Linked DNA regions of Mus musculus: region 2 is linked to region 1. Evidence: chromatin contacts called from public HiChIP or PLAC-seq data. All regions are on one chromosome and are shown on one strand. Each heading gives the region's core, a stretch centred on a gene start, on an enhancer-like site or on the middle of the called end of the contact. The rest is flanking DNA. Distances are from core to core; before and after follow the strand shown. Region 1 has its middle 30 kb from the start of Nenf. Region 2 has its middle 22 kb from the start of Gm26203.

Region 1 (5,183 bases), core at 2,206-4,705:
TGAGATATAGATAGATAGATAGATAGATAGATAGATAGATAGATATGATTTCTCAATTATGCAAAATATAAGGATGCAATATGAATTATATGAGGGGCTTCACAAACCTAAAATAACAGAGGCAGCTGCACTCTGAGCCAGCTTGTCAGAAAGATATTAAGGAGATGAAGAAATTTGGGGAGTGGTGATAGCATGGCAAGATCCCACTCAGCTAAGTTTATTGTTTGTGCTTACAAAGGCAGGCAGATTCCTGAGTTCAAGGTCAGCCTGGGACAGAGCTAGTTTAGGCCCAGCGGGGTAGGAATGGTGATCTCAGAGTTGGATCCCACCCAGCTAGTTTATTGTCTATGCTTACAAAGGCAGGAAGATCCCTGAGTTCATTGCTATGTTTTAAAAAAAATAATGTACCTGCTGTCTTTCTAAGAATCAAGGGGATAGGGACATAAAGTGTTGATTCATGGGATAATCAAAAGGGAAACTGGGGTGGACTATTGAATTAATACATAAATAAAAGCCCATACATGGGCTTTGGTCTGCAAGAGATAGCTACCCAGAGAGATCTGCTTGGAGAGCGAACACAGCTCTTTTAGAATTTTTTTTCTAGCAAGAACAGAGCTATCTGGAGAGCTGTCTCAAGCAAAACATGAGGCTGTCAGCTTGCACCCCCACCTCACTGAACTCAGGTCCTCTTGCTTAACCTCTGAACCACCTCTCCAGGTTTCACCGAAGTTGCCCAGGTAAATTTGTACTTGGTAATCCTCCTGCCTCAGGATCCAGAGGAGCCAGGATTACAGGCCTGTACCACCAAGATTATCTTAATTTGGTCACATTCGATGCTACCTAAAATTAGGGAGAGCCCATGGTTAAGGCCAAATACGGATCCCTTTACCCCTTCTTCACCATGGTCGTCATTTTCTTGTCCCTGCGGAGACTTCCTGTGGTTGCTTTCCTTTCTCCTTCCCGCCCCAGCTGTCTCCTTTTGGATGGCAACATCCAGTTTATCTTGATTTTGTTGAATGGATCCTGGTGGCCCAGGGGACCAGTGTTAGGTGGGTGATCAGTAAAAGCCACATCTCCCTGCCTTTACTCTCTCTCCCCAGAAAAGCATTGAGGGCTAAATGGCTTCCTGATATGTGATCCCTGGTGGGATCCAGCATGAGGTCACTTACAAAGGACAGAGGGACATCCTCAGGAGAGGGCATTGCTGACTTTGCTCATGTTTGGGTTCCTTCCTGTGTGGGGTGTCCCCAAGGTCACCTTCTTGGGCCCACGCATGTCCCAGGCTTAACCCACGGCTGCTTATGTTTCATGCCGTGGGCCTGGCCCAGCATCTTTCAGCACAAGCCAATAACCACTGTCACAGCAGTCATGACATGGGTGCCCTAACAAATGGAGTGGCTGTGAGTCTCCAGCTGCCTGGCCTCCACCCAGTGTTATTGATTAAGATGTATAGTGGGTCATCCAATAGACCAGACCAAGAGCCATACAACTGAATAGAAACCAAGCAAGCAGAGAGCCCCACACAGACTGGATTGCCTCACTGCCAGCATGTCAGAGCAGCTCTCCAGAGAGGATGCCTCTGAGCTGTCGTGATAAACAGTCCCTTACTTTACCCTGGCCTGATTTAAGCAGTTGCCTTGCTGTTGTTCTGTTTCCTGTTCCTGCCCGAGCTGTGTTACAAAGCCTCACTAGTAAGTGGAACATCCTCTATTGGAGCACATTGCTGCCTGCTTGATGCAGCATTATTAAAGCCAATTAGGTCTGTGTGCTGGTTGGTATATGCTTGGTCCCAGGAAAGGCACTATTAGGAGGTATGGTCTTGTTGGAGTAGGTGTAGCCTTGTTGGAGGAAATATGTCATTAGGGGGGACCCTCCTCCTAGCTGCCTGGAAGCCAATTTCTCCTGTCTGCCTTCAGAACAAGATATAGAACTCTCAGCATCTCCAGTGCCATGTCTGCCCATGCTTCCTGCCATGATGATAAACAACTGAACCTCAGAACCAATAAGCCAGCCCCAATTAAGTGTTGTCCTTTATAAGAGTTGCCTTGGTCATGGTGTCTGTTTACGGCAATACAATCCTTAACTAAGACAGTCTGTCAAGTACATTTGTTGAAATTTCGTTTTTTAGCCAGTGCCCTGATTGGTGAACTGACCCAAGTGAGAAAGGTAAGGACATAGGTGACATCGTCAGATGACGCATTACAATTGTATCTGATCCAGTGCTTCCTAAACCTGTGTTGCTGTCTGAAAAATGCACATTCATGTACCCGTGCGTCTGGGGCAGTGGTTCTCACCCTTCCTAACCCTGCAGCTCTCTATTCCAGCTCCTCAGGTTGTGGGGACTCCCAAGCATAAAGTTACTTTGTTGTTACTTCATAGCTGTAACTTTGCTACTGTTATAAGTGGTGATGCAAACATCTGTTATGCAGGATATCTGATATGTGACCTCTGTGGAAGGGCCATTCAACCCAAAGGAGTCATGATCCTCAGGTTGAGAACCGCTGTCCTAGTGTGACTAGACAGCCAGTCCCGACAGGTGTGTACTATGGGCAAACAGGACAAAATGAGAACTGTCATGGGTTTTTAAGTCACCACAATTGTGTTTTGTTATTGTTGTCTCTTTTTGACACTAAGGCCAGAGTGTTTCTGGGACGGTGGCTGCTTAATCAACCAAGCCCTGGAAGGAGGAACGACCAGAAGAGAGCCCTGACTCAGGCTGGAATTGAATAAGACCACTGAGGTGTTGGGATTGCATGCTGTTACTACAGCATAATCCACCCAGCCCTGATTAATAGCCCTGAACGAGCCCAGATCTCCAGAATTCCCTTGTGGTCTAAGCTGAGGGGTTTCCCTAAATGCCATTCCTGCCCATGCTTTAGATGGTGTGCTGGGTTTGGGAAGTCTTCTGCCTTTCATGTGGATCTGAGGACCAGTTCTGAGCTGCCTCATACGGGAGACTGCAGTGAGCTGAATGGTACCCTTCAGAAAGGCCTGGACTGTTACATTGCTGGGGGGTTGACGGGGTCTTTGTAAATGTAGTTAACTTAAGGCCGTGAAGCAGAAGATCAGCCTGAATTAGCAATGTGGGCCTTAGTGGCCCAGTGGCAGGTGTACTTTTAAGTGTGAAGCAGGGAGGCCAGGGTTTAACTTAATGGTGGAACAGTTGTTAAGTTTGTTTTTTAAGTTCCAACATTGCTTAATAAACAAGGTACTGAAAATGAAGATAGCTAATGGGGTTAAGATAAGAGTGGTATGGATCAAGTAGGAAGACAACTAAGGAAGATAGTGGAGCCAGCACCGTGTGTATGGAGGGAAAAGGGGGGGGCGCAGAGCCAAGCCTCTCATCCCTGCCAGTGATGTGTTGGGTGTTTCTGGAGTCACCTGAGCACCCCACTCTCTACCGCCCTCCAGCGGCCAGATGTCTAAGGATGACCCAGTCAACACCAGGAGCATGGGAAAGCAGCTCTCTAGGAAGGTACAGCGCCCCATGGGGCACCACAGAGCCTCACAATAGCGCCCCCTGGTGGTCATAGATGGACAGAAAGCAACAGGGGTGAAAAGCGGGGTTTTTTACCTGGAACTGGGGAGGCTCTCATTCTGAGGACGTGCAGCAGAACAAGGGCAAACTGTCAGGACAGAGTGTGGCCTGTGTAGCAGCAGCCAGTGGGAAGCCCTCTGGGGTCAAGCAATGGTGTTAAATATTGGACGGTGATGCTGCCAGTCCTCCTGGAGCAAAGCCTTCACAGCGTGGGACCTGGACTGGAGCAAGCAGGACTGGTGGTAGGGAACACAGGCCTTGCCTGAACTGTAGCAGTGGGAAGGGGAGGACACACCCACTCTGTGGTTTGTTCTTTCTTCATAACTATCAGTTATGCTGGGACCATGAGACTGTGCCCTGGTCCCAGGCTGCCCCTTGCGAACCACGTGGGAAGAAGCTACTGACCTGCCCAAGTAATACTACCCCAAATCTTGATGGTCATTTGCAGAGATCTGGGATGACCTGGACAGTGTTACACTGAGTTTACAGCATCCTGCGAGAGACCTGAGGAATGCAGCAAGCCAGGGATTTGCCCTGAGATGACCTATGCCATCCACTCACCCAACCACAGTGCTCTCTCTCCCCACACCTGCAGGAGGTGCCAGGGTACCAGCCAGGATGGAGGTCAGGGGTAAAGGATGATGGACTGGCTGGGAAGACTGTCCTTCACACTGACAGTTGACAAACCCAGAAAGCATGTGTGTTAGCAGAAATAGGAGGCAGACCATGATGTGTCTCACTTAAGGGCACTGTGCAGCCAGGAGACCCTTTGACTTCGGGGGTGGAGGGAGTGTTTGCAATTTCACCTTGCTGTCTGAGGTGTGGAGTCCTCGATGCTCTAGGATACCGTCATGGTGGGAAGACCTATGGGTGAGGCAGGAGGCAGCTCGCAGCAGAATGACACGTCCCCTTTTTTGTTCAGTCTAGGACCTCAACCCATGGAAGGTGCCACCCAAATTCAGGATCTCTTCGGTCCACTCTTAACTCTGGAGATACCTCCATAGACACACCCAAAGGGTCATCTCCTAGGTGATTCTAAATCTAGCAAAGCTGACAATACAAACTCACCTTGGTCACCTTGATACCAAACACTTCTTTACATCTGAGCAGCTTCTTGCTAGTTTGCACTCTGGGCCTTAAACTGCATCCATCATAATTACCAAGGACTAGCCAGGCATGGTGGTGTATGTCTTTTATCCCAGAACCCAGGAAGCAGAGGGAGGCAGATCTTCAAGTTCAAGGCTAGCTTGGTCTACAGAGTGAGTTCCAGGGCATCCAGGGCTACATAGAAAAACCTTGTCTTGAAAAACAAAACCAAATAACAACAACAAAAACCCGCTAAGGACTAATACTATTCTGTATGGTAATGCTATTATCAGTACCTTTTGTTGTTGGGATAAAAAGGACCACAAGGGCAACTTATAGAAGGAAGGGTTGTTTAAGCATATGATCCTGGAGGGCTGGAGTCCATCCTGGCAGGGAGCGGTGGCAGAAGCAGCAGACATGGCAGCAGGATCAGGAAGTGGAGAAATCGCATCTTCAACAGTAACTACAAAGCAAGAAGAGCACACTGCGAGTGAGGTTAGAAACTCCCAACACCCACTCTCTCTCACTAATGGACATCCACCAGAAAGCCTACAGGTTC
Region 2 (5,432 bases), core at 797-3,296, 500 kb after region 1:
CTGAGGCTAGAGGAGAACATGGATCACACAGAGTAAGAGGCCGCAGAGAGAAAGGTGAGAATGGCGAATCCAAATGCCAAGTGTGAGCCCAAGGATGGCTCCCCCGTGTTATGGAGACTTGTAGTTCTCTGGGTTGTTTAACCTGGTCTGAGCTGAGTGTCTCTCATTTACAAGAGAGCCCAGGCTGAGGATTAACTTATTTATTTAGTGGATTACTCGCTTAGAATGCATGACGCCCTGGATTTGATTCCCAGTGCCGTATAAACCAACTGTGGTGTCACAAGCCTGCAGGCCCAGCACTTGGGAGGTGGAGGCAGGAGGACCAGAAGGTCAAAAATATCTTCAGCTACCCAATGAGTTCAAGGCTAGCCTGGGCTATTCTGAGAAAATATACATACATACATACATACATACATACATACATACATACATACCTATGTACATGAATGAGTTCATCCTAGCTAGTCAGCTTTAACTGCCAAATTGACAGAACCTAGAATTTATCTAGGAAGAGAATTTCAATCAAGGAATTGCCTCTCATAATGGCCCGTGGGCACGTCTGGAGGCAGGGATTGTTCACTGGGTAGAATGGCCCAGTCTTCTGTGGGTAGCACCATCCCGCAAGCAGATGGTCCTAAACCGTATGAGAAAGCTAGATGAGCATACACCTGAGTGCCAGCCAGCAGCTGCTCCACAGTTCCTGTTGTGTCACTTTGTGACGGGAGTTTTCTCGGGGAGAGGCAAATGGTGTGTGGAATAGCAAGCAGGCTTGTCTGGCTTTAGGTTCCTTCTTGAGTTTCTGCCTTGGCTTCCCTCTACGAAGGACAGTACTGTGGACGTGTAACCCAAATAAACCCTTTCTTTCCCAAAGTTGCTTGCTGTCCCGTTGCCCCAAATCCCAGCTGCTTTCTTGCCCCCAGAATCCTGTTTACCCTCTAACACCCAGTTCCAGGCCAAAGCCTCCAGAGAACCTTCCATCACCAGAACTTCCAGTTTGATGTTTTTTTCTTGGTTCCATGCACACTGGGCACATCTCTGCTGTGTCCTGTAGCAGTCATGCCAGAAACTATTGGTCTGTATCCCTTATGATCCAGAGGTGAGCTCCTACCTCCTTTCCCCCTGCTGTGCAGTGGCAGTCTCAGTACAGAGAAGGTGTGTGCCAACAAGCAATGGGCTTGCAGTTTGGCTCTGCTGGGGCAAACTGTAGACAAGACCAGAGACCTTGTGGAGAACGGGGTGCCCCAGCTTCACTGCTCCAGCTAGTGGGATGGAAGTCTACACAGGCCTCCACAGCCGCAGTTCCCAGACATCTTTTGCTTGCTTATTTTCCAGCTCCCCTCAGTGGAACTCACTGTTGGCTTACTTGGCACCCTGGGCCATTTGGCCTTCAGTTAGGCCCAGTCTCCCAGGTGCTGGCCAGAGTCCAAGGTAATCCTTGAGATCACTCTGAGTGTTGTTGGTAAACGACCCAGGAGATTAGGTTACTGCTGGATAATGTTCACTGCCTTTGTTCAGATCCACGTGATGTTGCAGGAGGAGGGACATGGGGTATGAATTATTGAGGAAATCTCGGGTTCTCACCGATTCCCTGGTGATGCTGATATGCCCCGAAACCCGAGAGGAGTGACCCTTGGGTGCTACAGCTAGGATTGAGTACGAGTCAGAGCCAGCCACGGATTGAGACCCAGAGTCTAGAAGTTCATCACAGCCCCATGTGGGAAGCCCTGAGCAGATAGGAGTTCCTAAAAGATCTGCAGAGAGGAAGGAATGGCCCACGGACAGAAACCCAGCTGAAAATCACTCTAGCTTCGGGTGCTGTGAAGACTAAGAGAAAACAAGCCTGACTCCTCCTGGAAGAGCTCAGGGGAGGCATGGTCACCCCTAAAAAGATACTCAGTTCATTGTGGGAGGCCTGATAACAAACAAGGTCCAGGCAAAACTTAAACACCAAGCAGGAGGCCAGAACTAGCCAAGCTGCTGTAGGGGCCCAGCCCAGGATTAGTACCCAGGCAGCCCCACTCCCCTGAGGCCTCTATATAGTCCAATGCAGAGCCTTTGCAAAGCATTCTGGGAACCAACTTGTTTCCTACTCCCTTGGAGCATCGTGAGATGCAATGGCTGCCAGGGTGTTGTTTGTAGCCTGTTGTCTGGGCTGCTATCTGGAAGACGGGGGAAGGAAGGAGAGAGGAGAGGCTGCACAGCATCCATTTCCTGTTTTCCTTTCCTTGTTAGGAGGCAGCTCACATGTTTGCTTAGGCTTCTGGCCACCTGCACTTTGACTCATAGTATCACAGACAGCTACGTTGCAAGAGTGTGTGTGTGTGTGTGTGTGTGTGTGTGTGTGTGTGTGTGTGTGTTTGAACCCACCAGGTCTGAGGTGCAACTCTACAAGCCTGGTATTTGCACACTTGTACATCTGTGCATGGGTGTGGTCAGCTGTGATAACTCCTGTTTTTCCCAGGTGGTCCTTGTGCATATAACCTCGTGCTGTGTTCATGCTCTGAACCTTCTTTAGCGAACACACTGAAAGTTTCCTCTCCAGGTTCAAAGTTCAGAGCTTGATGACATCAGTTTAATATGCTGGTCAGTGAGCTACGGGGCTCCATCTCCACCTCCCAAACCTGCACCATGTCCGGCTTCCATCCCTTTCAACTTTTGCATGATGTGCGAAGTCTTTCCCAGAATACTGGTGGTGCCTCCTCTTCTGCTCATTCATTCTACAGACCAGCTGTGCATCTCTCAAGCCACTGTGGGTTGAGAAGCAGAGACGAGTAAGATCTGGTTTCTGTCCTCATGAAGTATGCACTCATCATGAAGAAAGACCTCAGCTCTGCTCGGCTGCTCAGAGGCAGACTCTGATAAGCCACAGGGAAGGAGGCGTATCCCCCAGAGGGACGCAGGGAAGGGGGGAGGGAAGGGGGGCACATCCCTCACAGGGACACAGGGAAGGGAGTGGGCATATACCCTACCTTCCTCCAGAAACCTGGAGGCCCTTCTTTGAGGTCGCTCTTCTGGCACCAAAACTAGGAGAGGTTTAGTCTTTACTAAGAAACGAGGCCTGTTCCTTAGGCCACCAAGTTTGTAGAAGTTTGTCACAGTAGGTACAGGAGATGAATGTGACAATGTATAACCGAGCATTTACAAAGGTTCAAGTGCAATTCAGCACAGAAGGCAGTGGGCAAATGGGGAGAGGCAGCTGGACACTCATGCGGGTGAGTTCACAACCTTCCACAGCTTTTGACATACACAAAACAAACTCGAAATGGGTCAAAACCTAAATATAAGCAGAATAGTGGCACATGCCTGTAACCCTGACACTCGGGAGGCAGACACAGGAGAATCATGAGTTCAAGGCCAGTCTGAGCTATGTAGCTAACCAATGTTTCACACAAGTAAACAACCAAACTCAAAGGAAAAATGCTGATTGCAAAGCCAAAGTCTTGGCGGAACGTGGCAGCGCGTTCTGTAACCCAGGCACTGAGAAGGTTAAGGCAGGAGGATTGCAGAGAGTCCAAGGCCTGCATGGGCTACAACGTGAATAGCATGCCAGCCACGGCTCAAAAAATAATCACAAAGCCAACCAAAAATACTAAGTATAAAAACAAAACCATGAAACCCTTGTAGAACCACACAAGAAAACCTGGTGCTCTCCTGAGAGGCAGGGTTTCTTAGCCATGATACCAAGCATGAGCCATGCAATTTAAAACTTTATCAACCTGACAACTTAACCTAAAAGTCTCTGTTATCATTTTAATTTTTAATGTCATTTTTAATGATGGATCTTAAATGTTTTAACCTCCCTAGTAGCCCATCATCTACCAGAGGTAGTGGAGAAGAAAGGAAATGGGGGCGGGGGACATGGACCTGTTCAGAAATTGTTCTTTGTAGTAAATCTCATCTGTGTCCTCAGGAAACTAGTCGTTTAGTTCACAGGTGGGCAACGACAGCTCGATCCACTTGCTTTACGGGTATACCAGTAGTCCAATCTGGTAATGTTGGGGTAGCATCGGCAGTGACAGACCTAGCAGGAAGTGCCAGGCCTTAGTCGACACAAGTGGACAGGAAGGACCAGAGCCAATAGGAACATCAAGGAAAGTTCTCAGCTGTGCCTCTCTCAGCGAATCAAAATGAAGATCAATGAAGACGTGAGACCAATAAACGTTTAGCTATACAAACAATCCGAGCTCAGCCTTCTTCATTGTCTGTCGATATCGATGTCACAAAGTTGGACATTTTCACTGGACGAGTAAGACAGAAGACAAAGTGGGGAGAGGGCAGAAAAACACCAAGGAAGATTCTAATGAAGCCAGTCCGCCATAGGTGTAGCTGTCTTGGCCATCTTGGTTGTCACCATGACTACATCTGGAATCAACTAAACCCAAGTGGCTTGGCACACCTGTGAAGGCTTTTCTTAAGCATATTATTTGAAATAGGAAAGCCCACCTTCAGTCTGGTCCAGACCTTTTGGTGCAGCCCAGATAAAAGGTTGTGGAGAAGGAAGCTTTGTTGTTTGCTTACTTGCCCTTACTTTCCTGGAAAGTTCATCTATCCTGGGGTGTGGCCAGTGTTAAACCTATTTCATCAGGATTCCAGGGCAAACCGGAGGCTCTTCAGGGCTCTAGGCCAAGGGAAACAGCCTTGAGGACTGAACCAGATTCTCAGCCTTTCTGTCACACCACAGCGGCTGTTGAGCTAGCTCTCCAGACTACAAGCCAGGCTCATAAATTCTCTCTCTATATATAAAATCTACTGATGCTCTCAGAGCTTAGCAACCAAGGTGGGAGGAGGTCTATATCTGCCTTGAGGCAGGAAAGACAAGGGTAGAAAGTTTGGCTGGATTGTTTTCAGTATTTAGGGACCAAAACAATCAGACCTACCAGATGGCCCAGCTATTGCATGCTGAAGGTTTATCCAAGAGAAATGAGCATGTGACCATTCAAAGACTCACACACAAACACTCGGAAAGGCTTTGTCTGGAATGGCACCAAACACAAACAGCCCGCACATCCTCCTTCATTGAAAAGACAAGCTATGAGCTGTTAACACAGTGGAATGATATGCAGACAAGCATTGCCTGGATGAATCTCACAATAATCATGCCAGCCAAAAAAGGGCTGTCCTGTGCCATGGCTTACACCCAGCATTCTATAGTATGAGTCTACAGTATCAAAAGGCAGATCAGTGACCTGCGGTTAGGAGTCAAACTGGGTATCTAAGGCAGAGGGAAGGATCTCAGAGAGGCCCAAGGAGGGGGGAATAGAGATAGATTCTTTGTCACACGCCAACTTCAAGGGTGTGTTCAGAGGCCAAGACCTCTCAAAGTATGCATTTTAAATATGTGCTGCTTGTCGTGCATCAGCCAGACCTCAACAACAACAACAACAAAAACAAAACAAAACAAAAGCTTAAGCAAGATGGCTCCAGTGTGTTTC

Evidence for each region. HiChIP or PLAC-seq counts read pairs in DNA pulled down with a chosen protein or histone mark.
Region 2: a contact with region 1 is called in an HNF4G HiChIP or PLAC-seq map of pancreatic cancer cells. The contact joins two enhancer-like sites. A contact is called at or near these places in 4 of 484 Hi-C or Micro-C datasets (the 63-12 cell line, CD4 T cells, LSK cells and 1 more), 2 of 115 datasets of contacts at active chromatin or transcription factors (double positive thymocytes and pancreatic cancer cells) and 1 of 9 other capture datasets (embryonic stem cells).

The regions. Positions count from the first base shown.
Region 1 is chr1:191,285,501-191,290,683 of GRCm38.p6, forward strand. No RefSeq gene overlaps it. Among named protein-coding and RNA genes, the nearest start is that of Nenf, 30 kb to the right of the region's middle. Within about 2 kb of position 3,456, at least 14 of the 459 cell types and tissues checked have an H3K27ac peak or open chromatin away from gene starts, as enhancers often do. A contact at or near this core is called in pancreatic cancer cells, where this site is marked.
Region 2 is chr1:191,791,770-191,797,201 of GRCm38.p6, forward strand. No RefSeq gene overlaps it. Among named protein-coding and RNA genes, the nearest start is that of Gm26203, 22 kb to the left of the region's middle. Within about 2 kb of position 2,047, at least 37 of the 459 cell types and tissues checked have an H3K27ac peak or open chromatin away from gene starts, as enhancers often do. A contact at or near this core is called in pancreatic cancer cells, where this site is marked.